3 separate regions of the Zea mays genome follow, and all the other regions are linked to region 1. The links are chromatin contacts, called in public Hi-C maps. All regions are on one chromosome and are shown on one strand. Each heading gives the region's core, a stretch centred on a gene start, on an enhancer-like site or on the middle of the called end of the contact. The rest is flanking DNA. Distances are from core to core; before and after follow the strand shown. Region 1 overlaps LOC103654420 (probable E3 ubiquitin-protein ligase ARI8). Region 2 has its middle 24 kb from the start of LOC103654423. Region 3 holds the start of LOC103654422 (probable RNA methyltransferase At5g51130).

Region 1 (4,883 bases), core at 648-3,147:
GGCTCACCTCCTTCGAAGGGAGGGGAGGCGATTGGGGAGATGGGTGCTGGTGTTCAGGGCCTCCGCCCAGTAGCTGGCAGGGAGAGACGCCTGAAATAAGAGGCAGTGATCATATTGGTGGTGGTGCGAATGATGCGTTTGGCCCGGCCATTCTGGGGAAGGGTGTAGGGGCACGAGATACGCAACTGGACGCCGTGGGTGAGGAAGAAAGAGCAAGATGTGTTGTTGTCGAACTCGTGGCCATTATCACACTGGAGGGCATGGAACGGGCGGCGAAACTAGGTGGAGACCCAGGCGAAGAAGTGAGGGTGCTAAACGTATCATACTTCAATCAAAGTGGGAAAGTCCAAAAAATGAGAGAAGTCGTCCAGAATGACCAGATAGTATTTGTAACCAGAGAGGCTGAGGACAGGAGGAGGTCTAGAGATCATAATGGACAAGGTCGGAGGTCTGAGCAGCCCTGGACGTGGAGGTGGAAAAGGGAAGATGAGAGTGACGGATGAGATGACAGGCATGATAGAGGATTCAGAGGAGCCCTAGTGATAGGAGATATCTGAGCAGCTAGAAAGCTGAGACATCACGTCAGGTCCAGGGTGCCCGAGACGATGATGCCAAACGGCGGAGGTGGTGGTAGTAGCAAGAGCATGGGGGAGGCTATGCTGGTAAGGTAGTGGAGGGCAAGTGAAGAGAGTAGAGAGGGTCGGAGTTGTCACAGCGAGCGAGCATGACAAGTGAGGGAAGGTAGCGTATGGTTAGCCCCCAGGGATCGAACTCCATCGAACAGTGGTTATCACTATTGAAGCGACGAACCGAGAGGAGGGATGAGTGAGACTGGGAGTAACAAGGATGTCGTTAAGGTGGAATGGCCCCGAAAGAACTGATACACCTACTGAGGTGGCCGGGAGAATGGAACTGTTGCCCACAACGATAGAGGGAGGATGTGAGGGATGTGGTGGGTGGAAGTGGGATAACGAGCTAGTGATGGGAGTGGTATGGAAGGAGGCTTCGGAGTCGACCACCCAGTCGGTGGGAGAGGGTAGTGAAGCCACGGGGTGCGTGGAAAGAGCCAGGGGAGGAGCTCCGACAAAGGCCTAGGTAGGGGAGGAAGACACCAATGTCTCGATCTCTAAGGAGGCAATCACAGCTCGGGGAAAACAAGTGGTCCAGGCACGAGGTGGCCTGCATGTGGGTGAAGCTCGACGCAATCATGAAGGACAAGGCCCATGGCATGATCAAAATCCGCGAGGGTGCCCCAGACAAGTGTATGTTGTGGAGGAGGACGCGCACAAGAACGGTACCTAGGATGGGAGCCACAATGGAAGGAGTCGCCAAAGGCGAAGCTAGAGAGGCGGAGGATGGTGAGACCCCGGTGGGTGCGGTCACGCCGCTGGGAAGGGTGGCTGCTGCAGGAACAACGAGGGGGACACCAGGTGTGCTGCTGATGTTGCTGCGCAGTGAGGGCAGCAAGGAGGATGGCGGGATGGGGCCCAATGCCGGAGATGTGAGAGGTCCCATCCCCAACAAGCTCGATGGGAGCAGGGGCGGTGTGGGTGGGGACCGCACCCGCGTGCTGCAGGGACGTGCCCACGGCGATGGGAGAACCCAGCACAGAGGGGAAGATGCCAACGACGGCCTAAAGACTGACGACCACCGTGGAGAAGTGGAGAGTTGTGTCATGGTCGTCCGTGGGGAGGTGGTGGTCTGCGCAAGCGTCGATGCCGGAGTTGAAGGCAAAGGCGGCCGCGTCTTGCCAACAGCGACATCGGTCGCTATGGCCACGACAGTGAGGTGGGGACGGCGACGGACGGGACCCGGATGGGGGCGCGGCCGATGAGGGGCGTAGCCGCCGAGGCAGCCTGCAGGGGGAGGGACACGGCCATCAGGGTGCGACACGACCTGCAGGGGAAGGAGCGCGGCCACCGAAGCACAACCACTGGGCAGGGACCTAACTAGGGACAGAGGCTGGTGGTGGGCAGGGAGAAGAAAAAAAAGAGAAAATCTAGCTCTAGTACCAAGTTGAAGGGAAAACCCTAACCCTGTGCATATATATAGGCTGAATAGCCAAGCTCATTACGCTGAGGATATACAAATAATTATACAGGGACTAGCCCCGAAACCCTAACTATGCTCAACAATTCTATCTATATGGGAAAACAGATCACGCGATGATCGGCTTTGAAGTAACATTGACCAGCACTAGCAGATGGTTACTTGGCAAGTAACCGTAGATAAATAATGTGGAAGAATAGACAAAGACCCTGCCCGCAATTAGGAGGGAATAAACAGAGCTACCTCTCATCAGTTTTGTTAAAGTTTAATTTCACAGTTTGTCAGAAACAAAAACTCATCACATAAACACAGGTCACCACATCACAACAAATATATTTACAAGGAACAACAGAAAAGAACTAGAAAACCAAATGACCCCCACAAACATGTGACCACTTGAGCCTCCACACCGTTTCCAACCGAGGCCCTAAAATAACTCTCTGTACAACATTGCGGCAGCTGGAAGCTCTTCTTCTCAGCATCCGATGCATGCATGCTTCTCACGAGCTTTGAGGTTTTCTTGGGATGCCTCCCTGGCTCCCTTTGAGCTATTCCATCATCTAGTACCTACTCTTTTCGCAGACGCTGCATGCATCCACTGTAGGAGGGTTAAGAAATGTGCAGCGCTCGCAGGGCCACCCATCATCAGTGTGGTCAGATGATGGTGCAGTGTGCTGCTTCTTCTTGGATTTAGTTCCTCCTTTCTTGGAGCTGGTGGCAGTGCTGGATGTACCAGCAGCCTGGCCTGTGGCACGGACATCCTCCAACCCAGCTTCCAAAGCTTGAACAAGGTTCTCAAAGTAATTCCGAGTCACGCTGCAGTAAACAAAGCTTAGTACACTAGTAAAAATTAAGGTAATAATGAAGGAAGACGCCTGGACGCTACGCCTTTCTATGATGTAGGGTCCAAAAAACAATCAAATAAAAGGGCGAAACTGGAATTATGGAGGGTATCATACTAAATGATGTTTCAGATACTAAATCAACAGTTTTCTGCCTATTTGTTTTGTCAAAACATCATGCTTTAGAGATCAGAGGTAGTAGTCATATGCAACACAAAGGCGGACGGCATGGTGAATTTACTACCTTGTAAGTCCAGCAAGCTTCACGCGGAATTCACCAAATTCAGCCACTGTAGGTGTCGTTGTTTCAGTGCTGTCAGATTTCACAGACGGCAAAAAAATTTGCAAGTCTTTCTCAGCGCACTGATGCAGGCGTTCCAAACCAGACTCAGCCTCACCTATCAAATACTTAGAATCAATGATGTTCCAAGAGTTCCCACAAGCAATGATAAACCCGTGTAATAATGTCAACATGAAATAGAAATAACAACCTTGCAGATACTCAAAAAATTCACTCTTGATCTTATCATCCAGATAGTAGCCATAAGCATATGTCCATTTCAACACTCGCCTGCATTCTATAATCTGATGTACAATAGGGTGGTGAAAGCATCAGATATAAGAAAAATGTCAATTATAAAACCCATTACATCATGTAAATCTAAGATGACAGACCTGTGACCAAGCTTCGATTATGAACTTAAGCTGGGTCTCTGGTATCCCGAAAATGTCAGTTAAATTTGCAATCTGTGGCAGAGGAACAAGGAAAGTGCATTATAGTTGGTCCATCATGGAAGAAAAGTTAGGGCGAACAAGACTTAATTATAGTCTAGCACGGATGAATATTAGAAACCAACTAATAATACAGAAAAGAATAACAAGCAGAGAAACTTCTACATGGCATGCTGTGAGAGCCCTTAGGCTATCTCAAACAGACTTCCTATTCCACCACCTATCTCACTCAGTCACTCCCTAATTCAAACTCCACTCTATAAACAGTGCAGCCTACAGTGCAATACAGCGCTTTGCACAGTCATATGCATGCTCTGCCGAGCACAGCCTTAAGGCCCATAACATGATTTATTTTCTCACCTGGTCCTTTTCCGCTTTTAGCAGATCTGCTTGGGCCTTCTGCCTCGACTGTCGATAAAGGCAAACATGAGAATAGAAATTACAGTTGACAGTTCAAAATATTCATTATGAAATGAAAGTATCTGAATGTTCAGCATAAAAATGCACAGTAGATCAAGAACATCAGGAAAAAAAAATATTGTTGACTGCCTATAATCTTATTGGTAGCCAGAAAATAATCAGATAATGCACGTACAAAACGCAACACGATTATTTTTTGTCTAAGGAAATAATCATGAAACAAAGCCTTGGACAACCTAAAAATAAAGCTAGACCCAGTCACCTAGACAGTATACAGTTCATGAAAAAACGTATTTGGCAAAGACATTACTCTGCTTATGCACAACACCCTTCTTATGTGCAACCAACATAATACTGACAAATGGGTATCCCACCAAAAAGGCAAGAACTATGGCTGGCATTATATTATAGAGTAGCAGCACAAGAGAGAAGGTTCAAATATTACATTATGAGCACAAAACAAATATATTTTGACAGAAACCTATATACATCAGACTAAGGTATCTAGAACTTACTGTCTGATTGGATGCCCAGCGCTCATAGTAATGCATATATCTCTCAAGAGAGTTTTTAGCTCTTTCCCTCCTTGCATCAGTCTCGTCGTACTGCAACAGAAGCAATTTAAGTTTGAGGAGAAAACATCCTTGGAAATGAAAAGAACATAGCATCCACACAGAAAATCACAACATCCCAAAGATGAGCTGCTGTTCATCCACCAAAGAGACTTTTAATCCCATTGTAGCAGCAGTGGCAGAAATAATATTACAATTATACTAGAGTTCTACAGAAGTGTTTCTCCAAAATGCATGAAGTAAAGAAAAGACATACAACTCCCTCTTT
Region 2 (4,883 bases), core at 1,252-3,751, 240 kb before region 1:
AGTGAGAAAGAAAAGAAGCAATCCAAGCGCAAGAGCTCAAATGAACACGGCAAATCACTCTCACTAGTCACTAGGGTTTTGTGTGGAATTGGAGAGGATTTGATCTCTTTGGTGTGTCTAGAATTGAATGCTAGAGCTCTTGTAGTAGTTGAGAAGTGGAAAACTTGGATACAATGAATGGTGGGGTGGTTGGGGTATTTATAGCCCCAACCACCAAATGTGGCCGTTGGTGGAGCTGTCTGTTCGATGGCGCACCGGACAGTCCGGTGCACACCGGACAGTCCGGTGCCCCCTGCCACGTCATTACTGCCGTTGGATTCTAGCCGTTGGAGCTCCTGACATGTGGGCCCGCCTGGGTGTCCGGTGCACACCGGACATGTACTGTTTGATGTCCGGTGAGCCAGCATGGGCGATTCTGACTTCTGCGCGCGCAGACGACGCATTCAATGCGCGGCAGAGAGCCGTTGGCGCGGAGACGACCGTTGTCCCGGAGTTGCACCGGACAGTCCGGTGCACACCGGACAGTCCGGTGAATTATAGCGGACGAGCCGTTGGCTTTTCCCGAAGCTGGCGAGTTCCTGAGGCCGACCTCCTTTGGCGCATCGGACACTGTCCGGTGTACACCGGACAGTCCGGTGAATTTTAGCCGAGTCGCCCCTGGAATTCCCGAAGGTGAAGAGTTGGAGTCTGAGACCCCTGGTGCACCGGACAGGTACTGTTCACTGTCCGGTGGCACACCGGACAGTCCGGTGCGCCAGACCAGGGGTGCCTTCGGTTGCCCCTTTGCTCCTTTATTGAATCCAAAACTTGGTCTTTTTATTGGCTGAGTGTGAACCTTTTACACCTGTATAATCTATACACTTTGGCAAACTAGTTAGTCCAAAGATTTGTGTTGGGCAATTCAACCACCAAAATTATTTAGGAACTAGGTGTAAGCCTAATTCCCTTTCAGGAGGTATGGACTCGCTCTAGGTGTCTCCCAACAAACTCCACATATTTAGTTGATGAACACGCACGAAGAAGGGATATATCTCGCCCGATCTGATCTAAACGCGGACAGTCCGGACTAGCCCGCGGACAGTCCGGGCCCCATGGCCGGACCATGCGGCCTTCCTAGGTGCCGCACATGGTGCTCAATGCATGCCCTCCCTGACTTTTGGGGAAGCCAAGCAAACTAAAAGCACCTGGTACAGGCTGTTATCATCTCGATGTGAGAACATTCGTTTTCTAAGCATCTTGCCAAACACTGTGATGATATAGTTTAAAAAACAACCATTCAGTGCCTTAGGTAACTCATCACCCTGCAAGGTCTGCAGCACGTATGCATACCAAAGATTACCTGTGTCACTCTATAAGACCCTTACTAGCTTGGTGACCATTTGCCAAGCTTCTGGTCCCTGCTCCTTAGTGGCAAGACTGTCTCCCAAACTAGATCTCCAACTTGAAATGATTTAGCACCTCCTTGTTGTAGGCCTTAGCAACCATGATCTTGTCTTTCTCGAACTTATTTAGAGCCATCATCTTCTTGTCGGTCACCTCATCGATATTGTCCTTTATCAAATCATGATAATCACTGATAGTTAGATCATTTTACTTAGTGAACCTGATAGCATTTAGGCATACCTCTACAAGCAAAACAACTTCCTGCCCATAAATAAGCTGAAAAGGAGACACTTTAGTAGCCAAGTATTTAGATATTCTATGAGCCCATAAAGCCTCAAACAAAACCTTGTGCAAATTCCTGGGATGATCAGATATCTCCTTTTTAATAAGGCTAATTAGTGTCCTATTACTTGACTCGGCCTGACCATTGGCCTGAGTATAGTATGGAGACGAATTGAGCAACTTAATCTTATATGATTCAACAAACTCACGTACCTCTTTTGACATGAAAGAAGTCACCTGGTCTATAGTTAAAGTCTAGGGAATGTCAAATCTATGAATAATGTGCTCAGTTATAAACTCAATTACTTCCCTATGTGTCATCTTTTTCAAAGCAATGGCTTTCGCCCACTTGGTGAAATAATCTGTGGCAACTAGCTCAAACCGATGCCCTTTTGATGGCGAAGTGTAACACCCAAAATCCTGATTTAGGGATTAGCGTGATCTTTTTAGAAACAAATATTTACTTGGTAAGCTTCAAGAAACAAATAGTAGAAAGTGGTTCGATTTATTAGATTAGGTCATCCTCTTCAAGAAATATAAATATTCTTTTATGAGTGAAAGACACTCTTGATAAAGATTTTGTATTAACTTTTCCTAAATTAGATAGGTAATAATGTACCTTTAGAAAACATAATATTTTGTTTGTGCATTTAGTTTGATCAACAATTCAAATTTGAGCATAGAAATAGAAAACTAAAACAAAATGAAAGGGAAAAAAAAGAAAAAACCAGCTTACAAAACATGGGTGGAATCCTCCCTTGGCCAGCCCACCTCCTGCCCGCGGTGTCAGCCAGTGTATCGTGCGCATCCGCTTTCGCCTAGTCGTCGCCATGTGGACCCCGCTCATCAGCCGCAGCCGCTCCAGCACTTGCCATAGCTTCACTACATCGTGGGTCCCGCCAACCAGGGGTGTCTCCCTCATAACAGAAATCTCCACAAATCCACGTGCCCACACCAGCTAACAAACCCAAACACCGATGCCATCGTTGGTTGTTGCGCCCTCCATACGCATCGCACGCTGGCCATTGCGGGGGAGCTCTCGCTTCCCGACTATAAACTGAGCTCGCATCCTCCCCTCGGCTATCTCCACGGAGTCTGATCGTGAGGGAGCTCGTTGTTGTGATTCCGCGTCACCGCCGTAGACATGATCACGATGTTCCAGTGTTGGGATCTTCAACTGCAGGTTGGTGGGGGTGATCACCGTTGCTCGCCTCATGGGATTCATATCTTCACCAGGTGGGTTGGGCGGCAGGAGTCCAAGAAAGAGCTCACCGGAGTCTGGAATCGTAGTGGAGCATATGTGGACTCCATAATAGTACCTACCAACATATCAGGTACTCCAGATCTTATAATTAAGAACCTATATACAATGTTGTGAAAATCATACCTAAGGAAAACACAGTCAACAGTTTTCGGTCCTAATTTGCGCTTCTTGTTAATTGGCACATTCACTTTAGCCAAACAACCCCAGGTGTGCAAATAGGAGATATTTAATTTTCTCTTTTCCCATTCCTCGAATGGTGTGATTTTTTTGTTCTTTGTGGGAACTTTATTCAGGATATGGCATGCCGTCAAGATCGTCTCACCCCACCATTCTGTAGATAGTTTTGAAGTCTCTAACATGGCGTTAACCAAATCAGTTAGAGTACGGTTCTTTCTCTCAACAACCCCATTGGATTGTGGTGAGTATGGCGGTGTCCACTCATGAATAATACCATGTTCCACACAAAAATCAGAAAAATCACCTGAAAAATATTCTCCACCACGATCAGACCTTAACCGTTTAGTTTTTCTCTCGAGTTGATTTTCCACTTCAGCTTTGTAGGTCTTCAAATAATGCAAAGCTTCGTCTTTTGACTTTAGTAGATACACATAATAAAATCTAGTAGAATCATCGATAAAAGTAATAAAATATCATTTGCCTCCCTTAGTCAATATTCCGTTCATCTCACATAAATCAGAATGTATCAAGTCTAGTGGTGCCAAGTTCCTCGCCTCCATAGCCTTATGAGGCTTGTGAAGTTGCTTAGATTGCACGCACACCTGACACTTAGAACCTTTGACTAAATCAAATTTCGGGATTAAATTTAAATTTGCTAACCGCGATACACAACCAAAATTGATGTGACAAAGTCGTGAATGCCAAATATACGATTCATTCGAAATTACATTGTTCATAGACTTATTACACACATCATGCAGAGATAAGCGGAATAAGCCTCCGCTGTCATAGCCTTTTCCAACAAATATCCCATACTTTGACAGTATATATTTATTGGACTCGAACACAGGTTTATTGCTATCTCGACATAGCAACGAGCCACTAACAAGATTCTTTTTGATTGAGGGGACATGTTGCACATTCTTCAATAGCACCGTCTTTCCCGAAATAAACTTCAGAATGACTGTACCAACACCAAGAACACACGCATGTGATCCGTTCCCCACCAGCAAGGCTCCAGCCCCTTTGCACTAATAAGAAGAAAACAAAGAAATATCAGTACACACATGAATATTAGCACCAGTGTCAGCACAAATACAAAGAATAGATTGTACCCTGTGGAGAGACCGATCTCAAGGCATCAGTGGCTCCATTCACACGAGATATTTCGTGTGTATGTTCGATGTAGTCATACACACTCGACGCAGGCAGATGTACGTAGTGCAGTCCCTCGAACGGCGCCGACGACGAGGAACTTGATCAGTGCTGGTCGAGCGGACGAAGCGAGCAGTCGTGAGTACGCTCCCCAAAAACCTGATCGCTCGCACACCCATGAAAGTGCCTCTCCGCGGATGGCGATTTCGGAGGCCTGCTCTCCCACACTCTCTGTGCTTGCAGAAGGTGGGATGGGAATGGCTGTGTGCAATGCGTCTGAGACTGTTTGGTGTAGAGCGAGTACCTACTATGCTGTCGTAACCAGAAGCAGTCTCACCTCCTCTGTATATATACACGCGTAGAGGGAGGCCAACGGACAGTAACAGTAGCCATCAGAGCTACCGTTACAACCAGCCAGAAATTGATGCCATCGGTGACGTCTGTTACTAGCTAACAGCCATTACAACTCGTCCGTTACTAGCCATAACACAGGAAACGGACATTAACGTACGTTAGTAATGGATAGTAATTACTCTAGGTAAAATACGCAACCATTAGGAAGGAATATTCAGACCAAGGTCCGATCTACCACGGCCTGACTGACGGCACGCGCGTGTGGCAG
Region 3 (4,883 bases), core at 1,097-3,596, 200 kb before region 1:
CATGACAAACACCAAATTGCTTGGTGAAATTCTGCCGGAGCAGTCAACAATGAAACTTTTGAGTTGGTAGCTAAAATAAAATACCTTGTCTAGAAGAATCTCGCGAAATGTCCCTGGGTATATACAGATGGTGTTGAAGTTATTTCTGGCGACCTAAAAACAGGTAGGGGAAAGGGAATAAGAAATGCAAGTTCATTACGCTCCAGGAAAATTTTTAAGGTCGACAACATGATAGAATTGAGCATTTGTATTAAGTTTGTGGAGGATTTTGATCATTTATGGTATGTTCACTTAACCTTAGGATCAGGAGTGCATCAGATAATAACGAAGGCTTTTCAAGAGTTGCCTCTAGCCTAAATAATGGAAGTGCAGCAAGCTTTTCAGTTTTCACAAACAACTTCCTTCTAACAAAAACTAATATTACACGTTTCAATGCAGCATAAAGGAAAACATCAAGAAGGGTTAGCTTTTAGCTAGTATTAATCTGAATAAATAGAACCAACCTCTGAAACTAATCTGTTTCTCTTGTATGAACTCCATGGTTGAGGCTCCATGATAAAAACACCTCCCTGCAAAATTACAGATAGTGAAAATATGTAATTTTCCTCTTACCGTCTATGTGCAATTTATAAAAGACCAGCAAACAGAGAGGCATAGATACCGTACCGGTCTTAGAAGCCTCCAGATCTTCACAAATAACGTAACTAGGCCATCGTCGCCCCAGTTCAGGTGGATCCATTTTGTCACACTCAAACTACATTAGAACATATTAAAAAAATAAAAAAAAAAACTAGTGGCACTCTGGGAATGAACAGTACAAAGAAGACTTCAATTCTTGAGAGATATCTATCCTTAATCTGTAACTTACCATAGTATGGTGTCATACTGTTCTGAACATCCATCCATACTCGCTACAAAATTTTCACGTCGAAAAGAGACAATTTTAAAAAGATCTTGGTGCTTGTTCCCATTCGATAACTCAGATGCCAATTCTTCTGGAGAGCTCTGAGGAGAATCCGATGATTTCTGAGCTTTGACGTTGTTTGTAGCCACCTTATCCTGCCGCATTATCCTTCGCAGATTCCACTTAGCAGTCTCAATTAAACCTAACAGGGAAAGATAAATATGAATTCGATTCAAGTAATATTCAACCACATAGCATGAGAAGAGAATCAACCACAACATGAGTTTATTAAGGTGGGATTGGATTAAAAACCTGAATCAATATCAACGCCAAGAATGCTTTGACATTTAAATTTCATGGCTGCACAAGATCAATCAAGAAAACAAAAGTGAGAAACCTCATGACCTCATCTTGGGATTGAGACATTTATATACAAGAACTACATAGCACCTATGAGCATGCTATATATAAGAATTTAGCTAATAGGTCAAGAGTTTATCCGGAAAATCAAAAGGTTACCTAAGCCAATCGTTACCAAACCCTGGTTGCATCCAATATCGAGACAATCCTTCTTTTCAAACCACTGTTTCTTGAACGCCTCAAGGCGAGGATCTTCACCAACATTGCGATCAATCTGTAGAATTGTTAAAGTTATAATTTATCAGCTGGAAAATGTTAAGTTCCCCTCCCACTCTAACAGCACTAGGCATGCTATACGGAATAAATATTGGAGAATCCGAGGTAAGGAGCTACATGTAAGAGCCCATCTACTCCATCCCTGCCCACTAGTCCAGCCAGCAACACGCAGGCCACAGGCTAGTACCAGTGCTTTCCTCCCCGCGGAACATCACCTAGCCACGCAGCTAGGTATGCAAGTTTAGCTATATCCGTGTCATGGGTCACTCCAGACCAACCGATTGAACCGAAATACTCAAACCCCACGTACACCTGAACCTACTGCGAGGCATATCGTCGAACAGGTAGCGATCACGCGTGAACACTCAACATCAGTTCCAGAGGGGGGGCGCAGAAATAGAGGCAGTCGCGCTCACCCGGTAGCCATAGTAGTTCCTGTAGTTGCCGTAGATGAAGACCTCCTTCCTCTTCCGCTTCTGCGAGCCGCCGCCGCTGCCTGCGCCGACCTCTCTATGTTCGTTGCTCCCCTTCGTGTTGGCCTCTCCTTTAGGCCCCTTAGCCGCGGGCGGCGCGCCCTCCGGCTCCGTAGAGGTGGCCATGATGCGAGAAAGGATGTTTCCCTCGCCGCCGCAGCCGCGCTCTCGATGACTGGAATAGTGGAATGCGAGAGTTCCCCGACTGCAAAGGGTTTTCCTTTTTTTTTGGAATTGAAACGAGCGAAGCGGCGCGAGGGTTTTCCCTTGCGGCGCCGGGTTGAGAAAGGGCCACGTTTGGGTTGTGTCAAACCCGTCATGCACTCACGTCCTTCATAAGCCGATCACCCCTGTAACCTACTTCAACTCAGCGCACCGACTGCGCCAGACTGTCGGTTGTATCACTCTTGCCCACGTTTGTGCACGCAAAAAAAGAATGTATGCATGAGTTAAACATATTCCCTTGCATGCGCGTAAATTTAGGAAAAATATGTGTAACGGTTTCTATTTTTAAATGTTTTATTTTCTCCATAAATTTAGGATCACTGCAACAGCCATGCAACTAGACTCGTAAGGACCATTTTATGATATATACTGCTACTAAATATTCTACCCTGTGTAGATAAATATGCAATTCGGTATACTGCGTAAAAATCCGTTATCAACTGCATGCACACGAATTTATGATGAAAATAATGTGCAATGAAAGGAAATGAATTGCACGCATAGAAACAAAAAATGTATTTAATGTTTTATTTCCTTCATAAATATAAGATCTCTCCAACAGCCATACAGCTAAACACATTAGATCTAGTTTATGATATATACTGATACAAATTATACTACATGGTGTAGGTATTTATGCAATTCGTTACATTGCGTAAAAAATCTGGCATGTTGCTCACTGGTGGACGCATCTCCGGGTTGGAGCGTAATAACCTTAAGTTTTGAGCATAAAATCCCTCAATTATAAGCATAAATACCGAGCCAATGTAAGAGTTTGATAGCTCTAGTAGGTTGTTATTACGATCCTATTTTTATGGCAGATTCGAAAATATGGCAGTCGCATGCATGCGGTTATACAGATCCAAAAATTATGGCAAAATGCATGCATGAGTTAAACATGTTCCCTTGCATGCGCGTAAATTTAGGAAAGATATGTGTGACGGTTTCTATTTTAAATGTTTTATTTCATCTATAAATTTAGGATCGCTGCAACAGTTATGCAGCTAGACTCGTAATGACCATTTTATGATATATACTGATACTAAATATGCTACACTGTGTAGAAAATTATGCAATTCGGTATACTGCGTAAAAAACGGTTACCAACTGCATGCACATGAATTTATGATGGAAAGAATATGCAATGAAAGAAAATGAATTGCATGCATAGAAACCAAAAATCACATTTAATGGTTTATTTCCTCTGTAAATATAGGATCCCTCCAACAGCCATGCAGCTAAACGCATTAGAACTGGTTTATGATATAAACTGATACAAATTATACTACACGATATAGGTATTTATGCAATTTGTTACACTGCGTAAAAAATCTGGCATGTTGTTCATTGGTGGACGCATCTCTGGGTGGAGCGTAAAAACCTTAAGTTTTGAGCATAATGTCGCTCAATTATAAGCGTAAATAGCGAGTCAATGTGAGAGGTTGATAGCTATAGTAGGTTGTTATTACGATCCTATTTTTATGATAGATCCGAAAAACATGGCAGCCGCATGCATGCGATTTCTATTTTTATACAGATCCAAAAATTATGGCAAAATCGTGGGAGTTTCCATTGCATGCGCGCAAATTACGAACAACATAAATCAAGGAATTGCCTTTCCAATGTGCATACAAAAAATATGCATGCGGCAAACTGATATACGAACTTCGTGTTTAAGCATAAAATCATACAGTTTTTAGCGTAAATAATACATGTGGTAGGTATAAAACACAATAATCGAAAAGAAAACACAAATCGGAGGAGGTAGTCGTCGGAGGACGTCGTCGACAACATATGCACAGATGTATGTCGTCATTCGGGTCGCCCGTACTGCGCCGGATCGGAGGATGTCATGCGCGATCGTCGCTGCGCGCACTTCGCACCTTCTGTGACGTCGCTCGAACCTCGTGCCTCGTGTGTCGCCGTCGCTACTCGCACATCAAGGGGTGTCGCTTGCTCGCCGGCCTTGAAAGTGTCGCCGCCTCAGGGCCCCGGGGACGTCGCCGCTTGCCCACACAAGGGCACTGCCGTCGCTCGCCCTCTGGATCGGGAGCCGCCGCCGCCGGCCTGGGAACCACCGCCTCTAATTCGGATCGAGGAACCGCCACCACCGCATGTCGAGGTCGGGGAGCCACGGCCACCGCAGCCACTGGTCGGGGGTCCACCGTCGCGCGCGCTATCGGGCAACCGCCGTCGCTAATGAATCGAGATGGGGCGTGAAAAACTGATCCCTAGCACTCCGGATTTTCTTTTATAGACGTCTGGACCTGGTCCGGCTCGACCGGATTGCACTGTCTGGCCTGAGCTTTCTCTAGTTATTGGAAGCCCAGGGCTCCTAATATACAATATATATATATAAGCGATTGTTATGATTTTAGATATAATAAATTAACTTTATAATTGGTATAAATATTCAAGTTTTAAAATTAAATATATAATCTTAAAAATTTCTATATTTTTTTAACTTTTAAAATGAAATAATGCCTGGACTGACACATGCACTATTAGCTAGTAGTGACATATAGTACTGGTATGGTACGATTAGGCACTATAGTATAGTGTCTGGGCCGCTGGTTATGCATTAGTGTCAGCACGACATGATTACTAATAATGCCTAATAGTGTCATGTCTGATAGTGTCGTCCC

Evidence for each region. Hi-C and Micro-C count contacts between places; a contact is called where the count stands out from the background.
Region 2: a contact with region 1 is called in a Hi-C map of ear, with 2.7 times the contacts expected there. The contact joins two enhancer-like sites. A contact is called at or near these places in 2 of 25 Hi-C or Micro-C datasets (ear and tassel).
Region 3: a Hi-C map of tassel shows a contact between it and region 1, with 3 times the contacts expected there. The contact joins the promoter of LOC103654422 here to the enhancer-like site in region 1. A contact is called at or near these places in 2 of 25 Hi-C or Micro-C datasets (ear and tassel).

What each region holds. Positions count from the first base shown.
Region 1 is chr4:200,157,210-200,162,092 of Zm-B73-REFERENCE-NAM-5.0, reverse strand. It overlaps LOC103654420 (probable E3 ubiquitin-protein ligase ARI8), which reads right to left. Exons shown (of 15, transcript NM_001328366.1): 9 at 4,872-4,883; 10 at 4,559-4,648; 11 at 3,984-4,031; 12 at 3,567-3,638; 13 at 3,383-3,476; 14 at 3,136-3,289; 15 at 2,419-2,865. The coding sequence ends at 2,610. Among protein-coding and RNA genes, the nearest start is that of LOC103654420, 17 kb to the right of the region's middle. Within about 2 kb of position 1,897, at least 6 of the 20 cell types and tissues checked have an H3K27ac peak or open chromatin away from gene starts, as enhancers often do. A contact at or near this core is called in ear and tassel, where this site is marked.
Region 2 is chr4:200,396,854-200,401,736 of Zm-B73-REFERENCE-NAM-5.0, reverse strand. It overlaps the pseudogene LOC109945909. Among protein-coding and RNA genes, the nearest start is that of LOC103654423, 24 kb to the left of the region's middle. Within about 2 kb of position 2,501, at least 16 of the 20 cell types and tissues checked have an H3K27ac peak or open chromatin away from gene starts, as enhancers often do. A contact at or near this core is called in ear and tassel, where this site is marked.
Region 3 is chr4:200,362,509-200,367,391 of Zm-B73-REFERENCE-NAM-5.0, reverse strand. It overlaps LOC103654422 (probable RNA methyltransferase At5g51130), which reads right to left and starts at 2,346. Exons shown (of 8, transcript XM_008681255.3): 1 at 1,957-2,346; 2 at 1,424-1,538; 3 at 1,217-1,264; 4 at 869-1,106; 5 at 667-754; 6 at 504-569; 7 at 85-153. The coding sequence starts at 2,139.